Linked DNA regions of Hordeum vulgare: region 2 is linked to region 1. A link is a contact called in public Hi-C data. All regions are on one chromosome and are shown on one strand. The core of a region is the stretch at or near the end of the contact, and the rest is flanking DNA. Distances in the headings are between cores, read along the strand shown.

What was found. Hi-C and Micro-C count contacts between places; a contact is called where the count stands out from the background.
Region 2: a Hi-C map of leaf shows a contact between it and region 1, with 3 times the contacts expected there. The contact joins the promoter of LOC123405986 here to the promoter of LOC123401532 in region 1. A contact is called at or near these places in 3 of 6 Hi-C or Micro-C datasets (leaf and seedling) and 1 of 1 datasets of contacts at active chromatin or transcription factors (embryo).

The regions. Positions count from the first base shown.
Region 1 is chr6H:158,648,319-158,652,909 of MorexV3_pseudomolecules_assembly, forward strand. LOC123401532 (glucomannan 4-beta-mannosyltransferase 1) reads left to right here and starts at 3,214. Exons shown (of 9, transcript XM_045095360.1): 1 at 3,214-3,700; 2 at 3,860-3,958. The coding sequence starts at 3,419.
Region 2 is chr6H:159,071,391-159,075,655 of MorexV3_pseudomolecules_assembly, forward strand. It overlaps LOC123405986 (S-adenosylmethionine synthase 4), which reads left to right and starts at 2,787. Exons shown (of 2, transcript XM_045099492.1): 1 at 2,787-2,891; 2 at 3,901-4,265. The coding sequence starts at 3,911.

The DNA.
Region 1 (4,591 bases), core at 1,964-4,463:
GTTTCATACTTGTTCTAGTTAAAGTAAGTGTTAGCATGTGTAGAGTTGTATCGGTGGTCAATAGAACTTGAGAGAATATTAATTCTACCTTTAGATCCTCGTTTGGTTCGACACTCTTACTTATCGAAAAAGGCTACAAATGATGCCCTACACTTGTGGGTTATCAAAAGACAACGTTGAACAATTATGGGAACGACTATTCTTATAGGACAATCCTTATAAGGTAACAATTGTGGGGACAACTATTCTACATATCCTTATATGGTAACAACTATGAGAAAGACTATTCTATATATCCTTATATGGTAACAACCATGGAAACAACTATAGAGGATATTGGTGATATGTTAATTTCATTACTCGAAATAATTTCAACAACAATCCTTATAAAACCATTATAGGAATGACTATTCGACATATCCATAAAATAACTCATATGGTAACAACCAAGTACCCATTGGACTATAAGAGATGGTTAAATAATTCATCACTTCCAAATAAGAATTGCACAAAAAAATTTACACATAAGTTTGATAGATATTGGGAGTTTTATTTGGTAAGGTGGAAAAAGTTGCTAATGATGTAGAAGCTGTAAAGTTGAAATATCCTCCTCCTAAATATGGTACTAAAGAGTCACTTAAAAGTTTGCAAGCTAAAATGATAAAAACAATGAGAATTCATGCATGATATAAGCTAGACGGGCTAGACAAGAGAAAACCCTCGAATCTTTTTTTTTGAAAAGTGGGTTTTGAAGAGGTTTAAAAATCTAGGGATTGATGATCCCACTGTTTCATAGGGTTTTGATTTTTATTATAATAATTGTAAGATCCCCGATGTTATTAATGCCTTACAAAATATGGCTAGAGAACCTACGTCTTTAGAGCAAAGCAATGACTTCACAAAATATATTGTTGAAGTTCCTTTTGCCTTGTTAGGAAAGAGAAATATAATAAAGAAGTTTTGACCCATAGGAAGTTGGAAGATGGATGGAGACCATCGATAAAGATTAGTATCAACATCATCGCGTGTGATGCTGTGTGTGATCTATGTGCAAGTGTATCCATAATTCTTAAGAAAGTATGGAATGCACTTGGATTAAAACCTCTTACTAAATATGAGCTTAACGTTCACTTGGGAGAGAGCACCACAAATAAACCTATTGGAAAAGTTGAATATATGGTGGCTGTTGATATGAATGATGTACTTGTAGATTTTATTGTTATGGATATGGAGCCTAACCGTTTATGCCCAATTATCTTGGGAAGACATTCCTAAGAATTGTAGAGGCAATCATTGACACAAAGAGGGGTCAATGACATTTCAATCCCCAATCAGGAAAGGCTCATAATATTTTCCAAGAAAGAGAAACAAAAAAGGTTATGAAATCTTGTTGGGACTAAATATATCTATGGGAAGTGGAGAATAGAAAACTTGAATGTCCTAAAAAAACTATCATGCCTAGGTCAAAGACATAAAGAAAGCGCTTCTAATTACTTGTTGATTTCGTCCTCATTGCAGTTTGTTGCCTTCGGGGAAGCTCCAAAGAGGGGAGTCCCGGTTTCATTGTTGCTGCGGGACTCCAAGGATTCACTTGCAGCCCCGGCAAGGGATTCCTTCATATTCAGATCGCCAGCTATAACCATGGTTGTGCTCGATCTTTTGGTGGTCTCTCTATGGGTCATAACTTCCGATGATTCTTTCTTTGCTCCTAGTGATGCTCGATCATATGGTGGATCCTCCTCCTAATATGTGGCAAATGAACCCTAGATCCCACGATTATCTTACCGTTAACTTTTTTTTTCGCATCTGACACCTGTCCTTCATCCGACACATGGTGCAGTTGCAATGCTTTTCTTCCTTGTGTTGTGGATACACAAATCTATTCCGCTCAATTCCTTCCTAGATTCCTTCATTACTGCCCACACATGGATAGTAGATATCTATTTTCCCATGGCTTCCTCAATTCTGAAAGGATCTTCCGCAAAGAAGATCTCGAGATGTTATTTTCTCCCTAATTTTCCTCGCAACGAATCCTCCCGATATGTCACGCTCGAAATTGGTTGCTGCCATCGCAAGATTGCCGTCGACTGCGTTCGAGCTAACGCTAGACGTGGCGAGTCTTGAACATATCATGTTTCACAATGTTGAAGTACATATCCACTAGGGGTGAATAATCGGATCTAATCACGAAGGTGATGAAACTATCAAAGAAAATAAGTTTGGTCGAAGTAAGATACGAGTATAATAGTATCTTGATCCATAAAAAGAAGGATAGTATTACCAAAAAACGATGTTAAAGGGGAAAGTTTCCTTCCTTGACTTTCATTGTTATTAGGTAGGCGGGGGAGACAGAGCCCATGCTTCTTAAGCGAAAGCATTGCACACTTGCTATTGCTCTATGAATTTCTCCCCGGCGTACTATTACACACCGTACTAACTAGTGAATGTGAGACAATTATTTCAGGAGACAAAAGGTGGTTATGAGACTAATTCTACTCTAACTCACAATGCATCAAATGTTTATGTTGATGCATTGTGTTATTTTTAGAGGAGTGCGATGTTTCAGTCGATAGTAAGATAAATGTGATTATTTTCAATTTTGAACTCCAAGACTCTGGTTTTCAACGCGTGCGTAGGTTGCGGTGTGTGTGTGTGCGCGCATGTTTACCTACGTTGTACTTCGCCTTCCTCAGCAATTTGTGTTAGCATTTCCCCCCTGATACAGTACAAGAATCATGTCCTACTAGGAACATGATTCCTCAATTTCCCCTCTTTGCTCTTAATTTGCTTTCGCGTTCCTTTTGGCCAAAAAGCAAATCCCACCCAAAAGCTGCACAATATCCATCCATCCACAAACGAAACCACCCCACCCCATGCCAACTCACTACTACTACGGCGTAAGCAATAACCACTTAACTGACCCTGTGACACATGAGCTCAGCCGGTTTGTTCCAAGTCCTACCCCCGCGGCGCACCACCGACACTCCCCTCCCCCGACCCCATCCGATCTATTCTCACCCCCGCCCGACAAATCATGGCCTCGCTTTGCACTGTTAAATCCCCGCCCTTTACTTATCACCACGCCGCTGTAGGAGTGTACCCTATTCCGCACTCATTTTACACTCCTTGGAAACGGAAGGAATCCATGGCGCACAAAACCCTACTACCATGTGCAGCTGCGCCTCCCACCCCTTTTATAAAACCCCGCACACACACTCCATCCCCCAAAGCAGCTCCCCCCAGTCCCCCACCCAGCTCGCTCCACACTGCCCGGCCCGCAGCCCCTGGCGCGCTAGCTTGCTCTAGCTAGGCCAGCAAGGTCGCGCGCGCGCCATTAATCTTCCTCGCCCGCGGCATTGCCTCGTCCCGGCCGGCGGCGAGGGGATCCAGCTTTGGCCAAGGGCTTAGCAGGCGAGCGATGGACGCGGCGGTGGGGCTGCCGGACGCGTGGTCGCAGGTGCGGGCGCCGGTGATCGTGCCGCTGCTGAAGCTGGCCGTGGCGGTGTGCCTGCTCATGTCGGTGCTGCTCTTCCTCGAGCGGCTCTACATGGCGGTGGTCATCGTCGGGGTGAAGCTCCTCGGCCGCCGCCCGGAGCGGCGGTACAAATGCGACCCCATCTCCGAGGACGACGACCCGGAGCTCGGCAGCGCCGCCTTCCCCGTCGTGCTCGTCCAGATCCCCATGTTCAACGAGCGGGAGGTACCACTACATTTCCCGCCCCCATTGCCATTGCCATTGCCGCCAACCCCGCTCGAGCTCCAGTGTCCAGCCCCCCCGCTTCAGTGTTCTAACTCACTCATTGGTTCTTGTAGCATTTAACATTTATTTTCCCCATTTCGTGCATGGTGGTACGTGCAGGTGTATCAGCTGTCGATCGGCGCGGTGTGCGGGCTGTCGTGGCCGTCGGATCGGTTGGTGGTGCAAGTGCTGGACGACTCCACGGACCCCCTCATCAAGGTGAGACGACGAGATCTTATCCCCGCCCCGCTCTCGTGTCCAACAGTACAACTAGTGGCGCCAGTAGTACCGGCCTCGGTAATTATGGAGCCTCATGTTCACCTGTCGGTGACATCCCCACCCCCAATCCATCCATCCGTCCGTCCACACGAACCGAACCTCGAAGCTCCCGGGATTCCCTCTCACTCCGCACTCCCCTTTACGTTTTTTTCCCAACGGAAAAGCCGTGACACCCGGGCCGCGCTCTGCAGTGCCAGCCTCCGACCGGCCTTGTCTTTTAGACACGTCGCCCTGAGCCACTGCCTCGCGGTCGCCGTCACGGCACAGGGCTTCTCCCTGTTCATAAATCATAATTATAGTTCGATGCCCCAGCTCTGAGCGAGATTTGGTTGGCAATAATTCTCAGTTTCACCCTAGTAGCAAATCTAACCATGTGCGGCTCTTTACAGGTTTCTTTATACACTTGTGTCCAGTCAATTCAGACGCGTGTTTAGGAGGAGTAACAGTTGACACGCTTGCTTGCGCCCGTCGGTGGCCAAGCGATGTTGCGTGCGCGTACGCACGTCTCTCCGTTTCCGTGATCGGAAAACAGGGGAGGGGTGGCAAGGATCAAAACCGTTTCCCATTTTTATC
Region 2 (4,265 bases), core at 1,537-4,036, 420 kb after region 1:
GTTTTACTTTTATGTAGAAATAGAAGTTCTCAAAATTGGGCGAAACTTTACGGAGATTTTTTTATGGAATAAATAAAAAAAATACCGGAGCAAAGAAGTACCACATGGGGCCACCCATGGACCACAAGCCAGGCGGCGTGCTTACCCCCTGGGCACGCCATGGTGACTTTTGGGTCCCTTGGACCTCCAGGAGACCTAATTCCAGCGCTATATTCTCACTCCCCGAGGAAAAATATAGAGGAAATTTTATCGCCTTTTACGAAACGGACCCGCCTCCTTCTCATGTTCTTATTCATGGCATAATCTATATAAGCCATGGCTAGGACATTGGGTTTAAGATCTCCCACTTTATAAGAACTCTCTCTCTCTCTATCTCTCACGCACTTTCTCTTGCGAACTCAGTCGCATGAATGATAATCTTCATATGCAAGAACACAACATACATGAGCATGGTTGTTACCTCCACCGCTGAGGGACATGAACTTTTTCTAACTTCTCGTGTTACCCATTTGCACCTCCATAGATCTAAGCTCCGTTCATATACCTCTCATACTGTCAGATTTAGAACCACGACAAGCAGGGTGGTTCCGTGGAGGGTAAATTCATGTCCTTTAGTGTTAGATTGATTATCACTAACTCGTGTGTATCTTCCATCACGACGTACTCGATGGGGATGATTCTGTGGGTAGACAGGTCCATACCAAGTTTGACAAAGTACATCCAGGTTTTTACGCAAATACCACATGATCAAGTGGGAAGGCATCTACATCCTAAAAACCTTGGGGAATGTGGGCGTTATGAAATCTAATGTCATGAATACTGCACTTGTGGACAAGCGGGGCGATAAAATGAATCAGAATGCCACAAGGATTTCGGTGGGACTCCTAATGCCAAGCAACCCCCTTGTCCACTTTGTTCGAATCGTCAATGCACAACTTTTGTTTTGAAATGGAATCCAAGGAGGTTAAGATTGCATTTTTCTTGGGGCAAGTTTAAGATAAACAACAACCATTCAACTAGGTTTGGGGTACAATTATTCCCTAGGGCCATGCCTCTGTGGCCTAGTTTCACACTCTGTTCATTATTGCGATGGACCTTACCATCTCGGTGGGCGAGGCTTTATGCGAGGGCACCAACAACATTACCTTCTAGAGGGCTCCCTCCTCGCTCGAGGCTGGTATATGGGACTTGTTGCTCGAGATTTGGCTAATGTAATATTCATAGACGAAGCCGACTCTGTCTCCTTTAACGAGGTGTCCTACTCCTGAGAATCAACGTGTTTCTATGTGAGCTCTTAAGAAACCATCTTCCTACACCAATGCACATTGCTAAGTTCAACGGGTCGTTTGATGGCACTTGCACTTTATGTGGCCAAATGGAGAGCACTCACCACATTTTGTTCCATTTCTGTTAGTTGAAGTTGTGTGGAGTTGTGCACGGAAGGAATTAAATTATGTTGTGATAGGACCCCCTCCCTTAGTGTTCGAACTTGTGGGTATAGGGTTGGGCCTTCATGCTATGTGCAAAGAGTTGTTTGACATTGTTTTTGCCACCCTAGTGCGGGCTTCATGGATTATATTCCATAAACTTGCTATTGAAAATGTTGTTACTTTCAATCTGGATAATTGTATTTTCAATTGTGTTTTCCCCTCCAGCTATGGGCACCACTCGGGAGATGAACGACATGGCTAGTGTGACCAAAGCGTTTTACAAACTTAAACATATCCATGCCATCAAAAGGGGGAAGGGCGATGACCACCTATGGTGCCACGTAGTGTCTTCCGTATTTCAGAACCAAAACATACTCTATGTAAGCAGTTGCTCTTTATCCGTTAGTTTCTAGCGTTTGGAAGCTCATCCCACTTTTTTGTGTGTAAATTTGGTTGTTAAGATTTTCTAACTCACTAGCCTTGTTACGTGTACGGTTTTTGCCCTGTTTTCCTCATAAACGGTGTCAACTTGTTTAGATTTTTGATCCAATTTTCTTATAAACTGGATCAGCGAAATCTCAAGGAATGATTTTTGCTTTTGGTAAAAAATTTAGCAATATATATTCAGGCGGGAATCCTCCTCCTCGTGATCATTAAACAAAACAAAACTCACTAGACTTAGTTTGGACTTTGTAAATTTAAAGCCGATGGTTGCTTGCGCTTTCTTTTTTTTTAGATTGCATTGAAAATGAAGTTCATCACAATTGTAAGCAAAATATTTCATATGAAGCAAAACTAAAAGACTTTGGAAACGAATTTAGTTTCTAAAGGAAGCAACTTACTCCCCCGCTTAAGATGTTTTGGATATTTCAATGTGAGCTAGATATGAATTAGATGAGTGAACAAACGTACTAAAACGTGTCTACGTGCATCTAATTTTAAAAATATATTATCTTTTTTGAATTAATTGTTTTAGATTTTTCAAGATATGGATGTATCTAACACACACTAAAGCGATTTGTATCTAGACAAATCTGAGTCAACTAATTCGGCCATGAAATCACATTTTGCTGGAGCCATTAGTTTCCTCAACTCCCGAAATTAGTTTCCAAAAACTGAAGAAAGTTAAATTGGCCAGTAGTTAATATAGCAAATTGCACGTAATTAGCGTTAACCATTTTCAGTGCTTGAAAACTGTACACCAGAGACGTGCACGGGCCACCATGCTCGTCCAACGACCGCCACGCGTCTTGACGCCGGCTAGGTGGGTACGAGCCGCTGTCGTCGGGTCTTCCACCACCACCATCCGATGCCATCCAACGGCCCATGCCCGCCCCACTCTGCCGCGGCTTCTATATAATCCCGAGCCCACGATCCTGGTCCTCCCCCCTACGCCGTGCTGTGCTCGAGTGTCAACGTCATCCCGTAGCCCCGCCGCCGCCTCCGCCACAAGCGAACAAGGTGAGGCGCCCCTCCTCCCGCCAGTCTTCTTCTTCATTTTGCTTACGCTCGTTCCGATCTAGTAGGCGGCTTCATTTTGCTTCCGTTTCCATCGTGCGGTCCGATCTGGTACGCGTTTGTTGTGCCTGTCGCTTAGGGCTTTAGAAACGGGCCTCGTCTTGATCCGCCGCCCCGGTACTTCGCGGTGAAATTTGCGCTTAATTTCTTGTCAACTTGTTGTCTAGAGGAAGTGCCGCCCAGGTTCGCGGCGACCAGCTAGATCCTCGTGATTGGGGATTTCGCCACCCTTTTTTCTCTCTGAAATCCTTTCGAGATTGGGTGTACTGCGGCCATTATTCATCCTGTGAACCAGTCGAGAGATTTGATATTAGTAGTGATCTGTATGTGCTTATTCTGTACGCAGAGATTAATAGTACCCGGTCCATTTATCTGGGATTTGGTGCCGAACAATGGATTGCGAGTGGTAGTTTGGTCACAGTACAATTGGATTGGTGCCTTATGCTGCGAAATAGTGGCTGCGATTTAGTTGCTGGACAGTGGCTGAACAGTTTGGTCACAGCGCAATTGGATAGGTACCTTGTGCTGTGAATAATAGTGATTTATGTTGTTCTTAGGACCTTGTCCTGGGAAGAATAGAATTTATACTGCTGTGTCCCGAGGTGCTGATTCGCAAGTTACAGCCCTGCGCGTTGAGTGCACTGGTTGATTCTTTTATTCGTGGAATCTTGTCCTGTTTGTGCAACTTGATTATTGTAGGCCGCTTTGGTTAGGGTATCTGTATTTCATGTCCCTACCACTGCCTACTTTTTACAATAGGGAGGAGAATGACTTGTGGGCATTCACACAACTGCTAAAACTCACGAGCAGCTCATTTCATTAGAGTTTAAGAAAGTAAAATAGTTTGTATGTATGTCGAATATGGTATTTCAAATCCAAGTTTCTAACCTCTAGAGTGTTTTCCTTTTATGGCAGTTCTTATGTTCTGAGACACTGATCACGTTTTGTGTAGGCCAAAGAAGATGGCTGAAGTTGAAACCTTTCTCTTCACATCTGAGTCTGTCAATGAGGGGCACCCTGACAAGCTCTGTGACCAGATATCTGATGCTGTGCTAGATGCATGCCTGGCTGAAGATCCTGACAGCAAGGTTGCTTGTGAGACATGCACCAAGACCAACATGGTCATGGTTTTCGGTGAGATCACTACCAAGGCCAATGTTGATTATGAGAAGATTGTCAGGGACACTTGCCGTGGCATTGGTTTTGTGTCCAATGATGTAGGGCTTGATGCTGACCACTGCAAGGTACTTGTCAACATTGAGCAGCAGTCCCCTGACATCGCTCAGGGTGTCCATGGCCACTTTACCAAGCGGCCTG